Linked DNA regions of Zea mays: region 1 is linked to region 2. Evidence: chromatin contacts called from public Hi-C data. All regions are on one chromosome and are shown on one strand. The core of a region is the stretch at or near the end of the contact, and the rest is flanking DNA. Distances in the headings are between cores, read along the strand shown. Region 1 has its middle 65 kb from the start of LOC103649114. Region 2 holds the start of LOC103648929 (probable BOI-related E3 ubiquitin-protein ligase 2).

The links. A called contact is a pair of places that touch in the nucleus more often than the background predicts.
Region 1: a contact with region 2 is called in a Hi-C map of ear, with 4 times the contacts expected there. The contact joins the enhancer-like site here to the promoter of LOC103648929 in region 2. A contact is called at or near these places in 2 of 25 Hi-C or Micro-C datasets (ear and tassel).

What each region holds. Positions count from the first base shown.
Region 1 is chr2:135,549,694-135,555,427 of Zm-B73-REFERENCE-NAM-5.0, reverse strand. No RefSeq gene overlaps it. Among protein-coding and RNA genes, the nearest start is that of LOC103649114, 65 kb to the left of the region's middle. Within about 2 kb of position 2,192, at least 6 of the 20 cell types and tissues checked have an H3K27ac peak or open chromatin away from gene starts, as enhancers often do. A contact at or near this core is called in ear and tassel, where this site is marked.
Region 2 is chr2:135,404,666-135,410,117 of Zm-B73-REFERENCE-NAM-5.0, reverse strand. LOC103648929 (probable BOI-related E3 ubiquitin-protein ligase 2) reads left to right here and starts at 3,596. Exons shown (of 2, transcript XM_008673305.2): 1 at 3,596-3,745; 2 at 3,832-4,260. The coding sequence starts at 3,677. The coding sequence ends at 4,260.

The DNA of each region.
Region 1 (5,734 bases), core at 943-3,442, 150 kb before region 2:
GCCTAGTGTTACACTCGATAAAGAGGTTCTTTGTCGAGTGCCATGACCATAGCACTCGGCAAAGAAGACACACCTGAGAACCAATAAATCTTCTTTGTCGAGTGCTGTAGTCCTGGCACTCGGCAAAGAAGCTCCCTTTGCCGAGTGCCTCCAGTAGCACTCAACAAAGGGACTGGTAAAGGGGTCCACTAGAGCCTTCTTTGTCGAGTGTCAATCTAGCAAGCACTCGACAAAGGTGGCTTTTTTGCCGAGTGCCCCCCGAAGCTCTCGACAAATGGACTGACAAAGGGGCCCACTGCAGCCTTCTTTGCCGAGTACCAGGCCAGCAGGCACTCGGCAAAGGCTCCATCACCATCACTTGGCGCCGTGACGATGAGTTTTCTTTGTTGGGCACCAGCTGGCACTCGGTAAAGATTTTATCGAGTGCCCGACAAAAAATACTCAGCAAAGAAGTCGTGGCTAATGTACAGTTCACTGAGACATTTTTACCGAGAGTTACACTCGGCAAAGTTTTTGCCGAGAGTTTCGTGGGCTTTGCCGAGTGCCTAAAACACTCGTCAAAGCAGTTGTGTCTAGTAGTGCATACTCTTACTACTATTAATTGGGCTGCAATTAAGATGATACTATAATTTATGAAATCAAGTTTAAAAGTCGCGTTCAAGCTACTCAAGCCATCATATTTGACAATAAGTGCATATTTAGTTGCAGATTGGGCACATTAGCTAGATGATAGAAAGATCTACCGGCGGCTTTGTTGTATTTTGGCCCTTAATCTCATCTCTTGGAGTGCAAGAAAATATGTCATTGCGCCAAGCAGATCAAGTACTAAAGTAGAGTACAAGGCTTTGGTAAATACTAAAATATTATATCATATATAGTGGATTTCGATCTTGTTGGAGTTCAAGATTGAAAGTTCAAAGGCAATGCGTATGTGGTGTGCCAATATGGGAGCAAAGTATTTATTTTCCAATCCCATGTTTCATATATACCAGAACTAAACATATAGTGGTTGATTATTATGTTTTGAGAGAAAGGCTTGCAAAGAAGCTTTTACAATTAATTTTGTACCCACAGGAGATCAGATCGTAGATGGCTTCATCAAAACTCGTTAGCTAGAATACTTTAAGTACAATCTTAATTTTAAAAGTTGTGGTTAAGGGGGTCTTTTAAGAGATATGTCTAGGTAAATTGCTTTCTTGCACGACATAGATTTCCTAGTATCATAAGTCATAGAGTAATGTCGTAACTTTTTTTTATCAATTTAGAAGTCCTAATTGTATACTCCATCGGTAAATTGCTTCCTTGCACGATAGTTTTTTTGTGTGATGTTTTTTTTACCGAAGATTTTTTGTTTGACACTTGACAAAGATCTTTTTTGACGAGTCCCGAAAAAAACACCCAGCAATTCATTTGATACTCGGTAAAGAACCGAATTCCGATAGTGATCATGCACGTAAATAGTTGAATCCTACGTATAAACAGATACGCCGATACTAGCTAGGATACAACACTTCTTTGTACCTGTGATTTTTTTGACAAAAATATATCTACCAATTACCAACTGCCTCTTGTGTAGTCTTATTATTCCATGAAACAAAGAACTAAAAAAACGATGGTACGAGCTAGCTACTGAATCTAAGGCAGGTGCTTGCAACGTCGAGGCCTGGATGGAGTGTCATCAACATCCATGGAAAAGCCAAAGACATGAGACAGAGGAAAGAGTAGCGCAGAAAATGACAGCGTGATTGATTATCTAGAAAGAGAAGAGGATATTGTACCTACGACGACGTATGCTCTGTCTTGTCCTTGGTTAAATTAAATTCACTACAACAAGAAACCACCGTACTGGAACTTTAAAAGCGAGCGTCTGAGAAGGTCTGCACCAAACACGGAGAGAAAAACATGGCCGGCGTTTGTTGCTTCCGGCGACCCATTCGACCGGATTCGATTCGATTTGATCTTCCAGCGGCTGCCTGCAGGCTGCGCGGGAAGAAAATGTGCGCGTGTGTCCCTACTGCTTTTCTCGCCCGCCTTCAATTTCTCGATCGTTGTGTGAGTGGGACGACGAGGACGAGGACACGCCCATTACTCTACGTTCTTCTCTTCTTCTTCGATGGGCTCAGCTCTCAGAGCTTCTGTTAGACAAAAGTTGCCAAGGACGGATCGCAGTAGCAGATATACTGTACTAGATGCAGACGACGACGTGCCGTACACAACCTGTCCCGATGGGATCGAATGATTATAGCACGCATGGTGACCCGCAGGGAGCTAGGAAGCATCCGATGGATCCGTGCACACGCCGGCCGGCGATTACATGGCGTGTTTGGTTTAAAAAATGAACTAGTCGATTCTCTTCTCACTTCTCACTATTTTTGTTTGGTTTATGAAATAGAATTAGTTGATCCATCACCATCTCATTCCTCATAGTTAGTTAGTACTAATATAAGAAATGAAGTCATCCCACTAAATCTGAGGAATGAGCCCATGATGCACCACCTTAATTTGGATGGTATAATTCCTCAAACCAAACACTCTAATAGTGTCGCCGTAGTCGTTCAAGCATTTAATTGTGGAAAAAGTTTGGCGACCTCGTACTCTCGCTTAGCGCTAGTTTGGCAACCTCAATTTTACAAGAGATTTCTATTTTCCAATTGAAAAATAAACTAATTTCTCTTAAAAAAATAGAAATCTCTTGGAAAATTAGAGTTCCCAAACTAGCCCTTAGTGTTTGATTGAGGAGCCAAAGGAAATGGAATGCCTTCATTCTTATTTTCTGAATGTTTGCTCGCTCCACCAAAACAACATGATGCAAGCGCTTTCGTCCCTCTCCTCTCCTCCACACTCGTACAGCTCTACAAGCAAACAATAAACGAGGCTGCTCCATTCTATTATGCTTTTCAACCAAACAAAAAATAGACTAATTACATTCTACGTGTCTGTCGGCGTTTCGACCCCGGGGGGTCCCTGGACCGACGAGTAAATTATCGCTGCGTGTCCTAGCCCAGATGGGTCGCCACGAGACGGAACACAAAGGGGGAAAACAGTAAGGGGAAACCACGGCCTTCATGTTGTCCTGCGCACAGGGCGGATGCGCTTGCAGTAGGGGATTACAAGCGTTCGCGAGGGAGAGAGAGAGAGAGGGCGCAAGCCTTGTGCGTCGGCCCGTTCTCCCGCGCGGCCACCTTCTCGTGCGAGAGCCCTGGACCTTCCTTTTATAGACGCAAGGAGAGGGCCCAGGTGTACAATGGGGGGTGTAGCAATGTGCTAATGTGTCTAGCAAAGGAGAGCCAGAGCCCTATGTACTTGTCGTCGTGGCTGTCGGAGAGGTTTTGGCGCCCTGTTCATGTGATGTCGTGGCCGTCGGAGGAGCGCTTGAGCCCTGTAGGAGCACAACTGTCGGAGCTGTCGGGTCCTTGCTGACGTCTCCTTGCTTCCGTAAGGGGCTGAGAACCGCCGTCGTCATGGAGCACGCGGGGTGCCATCATTACTTGTTTACCGGGGCGAACCAGATGGGACGCCGGTCTTGTTCTCCGTAGCCTGAGCTAGCTGGGAGTAGGGTAATGATGGCCCCCCCTGCGACGTGGTCGGTCCGAGCCCGAGGTCGGGCGAGGCGAAGGCTCCTCCGAGGTCGAGGTTGAGCACGAGCCCTGTGGTCGGGCGAGGCGGGCGTGCGAGGTCGAGGTAGATTCCAAGCCCTGGGGTCGGGCGAGGCGGAGACCGTCGTCTGGAGTCGAGGTAGAGTCCGAGCCCTGGGGTCGGGCGAGGCGGAGACAATCGTCTGAGGTCGAGGTAGAGTCCGAGCCCTGGGGTCGGGCGAGGCGGAGTCCGTCGTCCGGCGTCGAGGTTGAGTCCGAGCCCTGGGGTCGGGCGAGGTGGAGTCCGTCGTCCGGCGTCGAGGTTGAGTCCGAGCCTTGGGGTCGGGCGAGGCGGAGTCCATCGTCCGGCGTCGAGGTTGAGTCCGAGCTCTGGGGTCGGGCGAGGCGGAGCTTCCTATGGCGCCCGAGGCTGGACTTAGCTGCGGTCACTTCGGCCCTGTCGACTGAGGAGCAGCAGCAGTCGGAGCAGGGCAGGCGGCGCTGTTTTCCTGTCTGGTCGGTCAGTGGAGCGACGAAGTGACTGCGGTCACTTCGGCCCTGTCGACTGAGGAGCGCGCGTCAGGATAAGGTGTCAGTCGATCCTTGCATTAAATGCTCCTGCGATACGGTCGGTTGGCGTGGCGATCTGGCCAAGGTTGCTTCTCCGCGAAGCCTGCTCGAGCTGGGCCTCGGGCGAGTCGAAGGTGCATCCGTTGCTTGAGGGGACCCTCGGGCGAGACGTGAATCCTCCTGGGTTGGCTGCCTTTGCTCGAGGCTGGGCTCGGGCGAGGCGAGATCGTGTCCCTTGAATGGACGGAGCCTTGACCTGAATCGCGCCCATCAGGCCTTTGCAGCTTTGTGCTGATGGGGGTTACCAGCTGAGATTAGGAGTCTTAGGGGTACCCCTAATTATGGTCCCCGACAGTAGCCCCCGAGCCTCGAAGGGAGTGTTGGTACTCGCTTGGAGGCTTTGTCGCACTTTTTTGCAAGGGGACCGGCCTTTCTCGGTTGCGTTTCGTTCTTGTGGGTGCGCGCGAGCGCACCCGCCGGGTGTAGCCCCCGAGGCCTCGGAGGAGTGGTTTGACTCCTTCGAGGTCTTAGCGCGTTTCGTGATGCTTCGGCCGGTCTGGTTGTTCCCTCATGCGAACTGGTCGTTGCTCGGGTGCATAGTCAGGTTCCAAGTTCTCGGGCTAGTATGTTGACGCTGTCAACAGTTTGGCCGGAGTCGGGTTTGCGAGAGCAGCCCCCGAGCCTCCGCACAGAGCGAGAGGACGGTCAAGGACTGACTCAGCCTTTTTCATATGCCCCTGCGTCGCCTTTCCGCAAGGAGGAGGGGGGGAAGCTCCATGTTGCCCTCGGAGGGCGTCGAACATGGTGTCTCCAGTGAGTTGCTAACGGGTGATCCGAGTGGACGCCCGTGCCCCATTCGATAAGGATCGGCTAGTGGCCCAGAGGCGCGCTCCAAAAGTACCTGCAGGAGATTTGCCGGACCCGGTCCCGTTTGATAGGGTCCGAGGGCTCGATGCCTCCCTCTGATGGGATTCCGTTACAAAATCGCTCCTGTGGGTCTCGGAAATGTCCTAGGGTACCTCGGGAGCATAGCCCGAGCCTCGGCCATGTATCGGACGTACCCAGAGTCATCCCTCGCTCTGCGCGTTCTGAGGCGGCTGTCGAACCCTTCGGGGGCCAGCCTACGAACCCCTGATCAGTAGTGGGCGCGGAGCCCGGGTGGCCTGAGGCGGCTGTCGAACCCTTCCGAGGGGCCAGCCTTCGAACCTCTGACCAGTAGTGGGCGTGGAGCCCGAGCGGCTTGAGGCGGCTGTCGAACCCTTCCGAGGGGCCAGCCTTCGAACCTCTGACCAGTAGTGGGCGCGGAGCCCGAGTGTTCTGAGGCGGCTGTCGAACCCTTCCGAGGGTCCAGCCTTCGAACCTCTGATCAGTAGGAGGGCTCGGGGCCCGCTTCCTTCGCGGAGAAGGATCCCTTTCGGAGTATCCCCTTTCCTGGTCCCTGTAGCAACAGAGAGAAAGAGGAAGAGGAAAAGGATACAAAATCGAACGACGTGGCGCACCTTTTTTGACGCGGTCATTATGGCGGAGGTGAAGCGTCACCCGCTTCGCCTGCCAAAGGTGTCGCCTGTTCTGCCGCTGAGTTAATGCGA
Region 2 (5,452 bases), core at 2,347-4,846:
AAAAAACTAATTGGTCTGCCTTTAAAACTAGACATGGAGTAGGTTCCCATCTTTCCTTCCTTCAAGTTAACTAGGTGGATGCCCGTGCGTTGCCACGGGAGTTAAAATTTAGTATAAAACATAGATACAGAAATACAAACATCACTATGATATGTTAAATCCATGTGGTAAGACTGTTCCAAATTATAAATGTTTTAGTATTTCTAAAGAATCAGTATTGAAGCACACATTGACGACGTCGTCCGTGGCGCCCATGACGCCGTAGTGACACAGCATGTCGTAGAGGCGCGTGCCGCACTGCATGGACGTGGAGATGGCACTGAGGCCATTTCAAGCCCACTTTCTGGCACACCCTGTTATGCTCCTTATGTTGGTTGGCCACGCATACCAGCGTCACGGGGAGTTCCAAGGCCTCGAACTCCGTCACCAGCTGCTCCATGGTCAGCTTGGCGGGGCGTCTCACGAGAGTCACGAGCCCCACCACCACGTATGTCGGTTAAGTATGTCGGTAAGCCGATATTCTTAACATAAGAACGTTGATCTATTAGAGTAAGAACGTCGGTTTCTAGCCGACATTTTTCTAGTAGTGGTAGTGGTGCGGTGCCGGGGTGATGAAGTCGTGCGCCATCAGCCACGACACCAAAGGCTCTAAGTTGAAGGGGTGCTTGCCCGTGAGCCGGACAAGCGCCGGGTGGCGCCGCACCCACGCGTCAGATGTGGCCTCGCCACGCGAGTCGCAGACGGCTGGCTCCACCTCGAGGCACAGGAGGTACGATGATCGCCAGTCCGGCGGGAATGTTGTATTTTTCCATGGAATCAAAATCGGGGCGGGTGCGACGCTTGCCTCCTGGGCCACCGAAGCAGAACATGTTGAAGCTCTTGGGAGGCACAATGGTCGACCACGGGTGGGGGGGGCAGGTGCCGCTCAACAGAGGTCGCCATTGTCGGCACGAGCTACGAGAACGGTTTTTAATTGTGATGTCCAGAGCTCGAGGTTAATCGGAAGCTCGAGGAATATAATCATGCATGCCCTCAGAAAGAAAACACAGAATAAAAAAGGAAACACAATAAATTAGGCAAGGGAAACAGTCAGTCACGATTTTCTGATACAATCAGGCGATATATTAATAGATATTACATGACATTATATATGAAGCAAGTATTAACACAACATTATATCAATAGATCGGGAAAGTATATTACACGGCAATTATAAGGGAAACACAATAAATCAGGCAAGTATATTACACGACATTGCATAGAATACAATCAGGAGCAAATTCAGATACTATGTTGATCCAAACTGCTGTATTCGGTAGATTATGTTTGCAAATCTACGATTCTAGGGACAACTCACGTAAACAAAACTTAAGATTTCAAAAAAGAAGCCAGGTTAGGTAAGACTACCGCAAGACTGTTACTGCAAGCAAGCTGGCATAAAGCTGCATTCGAGATCACATTTTTATTCATCTTGGTCAGAGCGCCTTCATGCTGATTTTTGTATTTGCCAAAAAAGTGTTGGGCTGTAATATAGTTGAAAAAAGAATCCCCAAGTGTCTCTAATGATTCCTGCGAAAAGTCCTCTCGGCAATTCTTTGCTGTAAGTGCTTCCAGAATCTGCAAGTCAATGAACATGGGTTAAAAATAAGAACTATGTTCGTGTAATGCCACATCAATCCGAAAGTGACTATTGCATTAGGTATGAACATATGGGAATGATCAAACTACTTCCAACGAAAAGAACAATCGACAAATGCATGTGTAATGTATTGACTGTTTGATGGAATGCAAAATTTCTACAGAACTCTAGATTTCACCAGAAATAATTACATTTTGACAGCGGGGAGTTCTACACACTTTCCTGCTTAGACTTGTCAGATCTCTATCACAACAGCTACAAAACGATCAGAAGCCTAAGCATGTAAGGAGAGAACATGAGTGATGATCATGTACATCATGATGGGCGAACAAATCAGGAGCAACTACACCACTGCTGGGAAGTAGCGACGAACATTAATTACATTACAAAATAGTATAGTAATAACTAAAAACAACCCTACGTATTTACCAGTCTCCATATCCTACATTCTTACCTTAATTACTCTGGACCAGCATGCGCCAGTTTACTGGCTTAACACTGGCGGTACTCCATCACTAATTTTTAGTCCCTTTATTTTATTTCATTTTAGTTACTAAATTTCTAAATAGTTAAACTAAAATAGAGTTTTATTTTCCATATTTAATATTTTAGGGACTAAAATATAATAAAATTGATGGACAAAAAAATTAGTCCCTATAAACCAAACACCCCCTTAAATAATTTACATAGTTTTAGCTCTCTCAGATACTGCTGAGCCCCTCCTCTCTAGATGTTTCAGGGCCCCTTTGGCAGGGCTCTGGCTTCTCCAAAAACGACTTTGGCTCTGGCTCACGAGGTGAAGCCACTTCTTTAGATGAGCCAAAGCCATTCTGAAAAATTATTTGGCAAAACGGCTTATAGGTTGTTTTTCAGAAAGACCCTTGTATAGTTTATCTCTCCTGTACGTGGCTAGGGATTGAGGGCAGGACCAAAAAAAATAATTTGGACTGGTGGGAGGGCTATTGTGCAAAAATGACGTGAGCTGAAGCCGGGTGAGCCACTTTTTTAGCTCATGCCCTCTAGCTCATTTTGGAAAAGCACTTCACTGGTGAAGCCATTTGAAAAAGAGGTGTTTGGCATAACTTTTGCATGAGTCAGAACCGAAGCTGAAAAATAAGTCCTACCAAAGGGGCCCTCAATATCACCTTCGCTTGCATCGGCCCTGCACATGAGGGAGCCAAAACCAAAAAAAATGACCATGGCAGAAGCCTGCCGCCCCTGCTCTCCTAGCTCCCGATATGCCCAAAGTTGACACCACTCTGTCGTCTAATGTGCTCTGTCTAATGGGATATAAAGCCCTGCATGCTCTGCAAGATGTTTCCATGCATATAGATGAATTTCACAAACTATTAGCAATGCTCACAAGGAAGGATTTTTCCAACGGTTATTTGCATATATAATTTACCTGTTTTTTCTATTATTAAAAAGGAAAAAGAATAGCCAAAGTGCCATCCAGGCAGGTGTGATTGTGCGCCTGCTTTATGCATTCAACACAGTTAGTTAGTGTGCATATAACTTTCTGCTGGGGTATTTGCAAATAACATGTAAACATATAGGTTACATAAAAATACCAGCAAACAACATATTTAACCTTGTTTTTTTTGCTGACCAAATTATATAGCCTTATTTTCACAGGAAGAAACATGGGTAATAAACTACACTTTGGAACCACATGCAAGACTGTACCAACAAGAACTTAAAGTGAATATATTTGTGGTCACTAATCTTATAAGATAGGCGTGATTGCTTAGAATATTAACACTGACATGAACATCAACCCAAACACCGTGCAAGCATGTGGAGGGTGTAGAACGAGATAGTAAGAAGGAAGACACCATTTTCCACAGAGAGACAAAGCACGGGGACGACAGTTACAGACGGATCCACAATGTCAGGGGAGAGGGAAATTGGAGAGTTGGAAGCAGTGGGACCGCTGTACCTCGGGTGCCATCGCGGAAGGCCTTGGAGACATGCTTGGGTGTCCAGCATAGGCCCTCATGGCGGTCGTCCTCGTCAAGCCCCAACACCAGCCGCCCGATGGCCAGTGGCGTCCTGTCGCAGCTGTACCACCAGGGCGTGGAGGTCGACGCGCTGGTGCGGGTCGAGGTGCGTGCGTTGCGTCACAGTAAATCCTTTGTTCGTCGACGTACACGGTGTCTCTGATCCTTTTTTTCCCACACTGTACGCTGCAGACGGACAGGATGCGCGCGACGCTCCAGGAGGCTCGGCGGCGGCACGCGCGGGGTGTGGTCGCGGCCGTGGGCCGCGCGGCGGAGGCTCGGCTCCGCGCCGCGGAGGCAGAGCTGGAGCGCGCCCGCCGCCGCGGCGCGGATCTGGAGGAGCGGCTCCGGCAGCTGGCCGGGGAGGGCCAGGCGTGGCTGGGCGTTGCCAGGAGCCACGAGGCCGTCGCCGCTGGCCTCCGCGCCACGCTCGACAAGGTGCTCCAGCAGCCCGCCGGCGGAGGAGAATGCGGCGTGGCGGAGGACGCGCAGTCCTGCTGCTTCGTGGCATCCCCGTCGGGGCTCGTCGCCGGCGACTCTCTCCTGTACGCACTCTCTCTCTCTCCTCCCCAAGCTGCTGAACGGCATTCGCAGACGACGCCGAGGTTGTTACGAGGATGAGGGGTTGTGGATCCCCGGCATCACGGACGCGCGCAGCGTGGGGGGAGCAGGGGCGGGGAGGGGGCTAGGGGATGGGGGGTTGCAGATCCCCGGCATCACGGACGCGCGCAGCGTGGGGGAGCAGGGGCGGGGGCTGGACGGCAGCTATTGCGCAGGGGTTTGCGGCGTGCTGCCGTGCGGTGCGGGAGGCCGTTGCGGGACGGGAGCGGGGGCAGTCTACAAATGGCTCTTAATAGTTGTAGAGATTTCCTTCCTTCAAGTTAATTGGAACAACGCAAGTAAGGCTAGAAAAAAAAGTTTGAGACTCAAGCGAGCCGCGGGAGCTTTTATGCTCGTTGCCGTAGCGACCCGAATGCCAAATTACTTAAGTGTAGAATAATGATAGATATTGAATAATTTTATAGATAGTCAGTTTGTTACTTAACGTTTCATGATATATATGTGATAATTCATAATTTAGATTACTCGTAATGATGAACGATATCTATATATTTCATATTTATATACTAATAATTTATTATATAATGTAATTATATATATGAGGGTGTGGATGACGAGTCACCTTCAACCCGAGCTATCTCTAGCTCGTGAAATGGACGAGTCGAGCTCGATTCGTTTTCAGCCCTAACCCGAGGCCTTATGTTCGTCTTCCATCACCTAGCAGCAGAGCAGGTAGGAGTTCTTTGCTCTTTCTTTGGGAGAAGAAAGAGCAGATGAGGGCCTTGCAAAAGCAAAAAAAAACGCATGCGGCGTGGCTGATGCCCGCCTTGCTGAGATGCTGAAAGTAGTGAATGGACAAGTCAGGCTCCGATCCTGAATGTGTCCAGCAGCCACATGACCACGTGGACGGTGCTCAGAAACACAAAAGCTGGGCGCCGGTTTTTTTTTCTTTCCTCTTCAAAAAAAACCCTTTGGCTTGCAGTAGTACACGGAGTAGGGGGAGTGGGGAGCATGTGACGAGTGAGATGAGATGCCCTTCCAGTTCCACTGGGTGGTTAGGTAGGTAGGTAGGTAGGTAGGCAGGTTGGTTGGTGCGAGGGGCGGAAGGGATGTGAATGCAAGGGATAAAAGTGCCACCGAGGAGCGGCGTGGGTTGGAGGGAGGGAGGGGCCGCTTCTGTTTGGTTTCTTCTTATTTAATGACCTAGTAGCTGGTCGGAGCCGGAGCATGAGCATGAGCATGGCCATGGGGA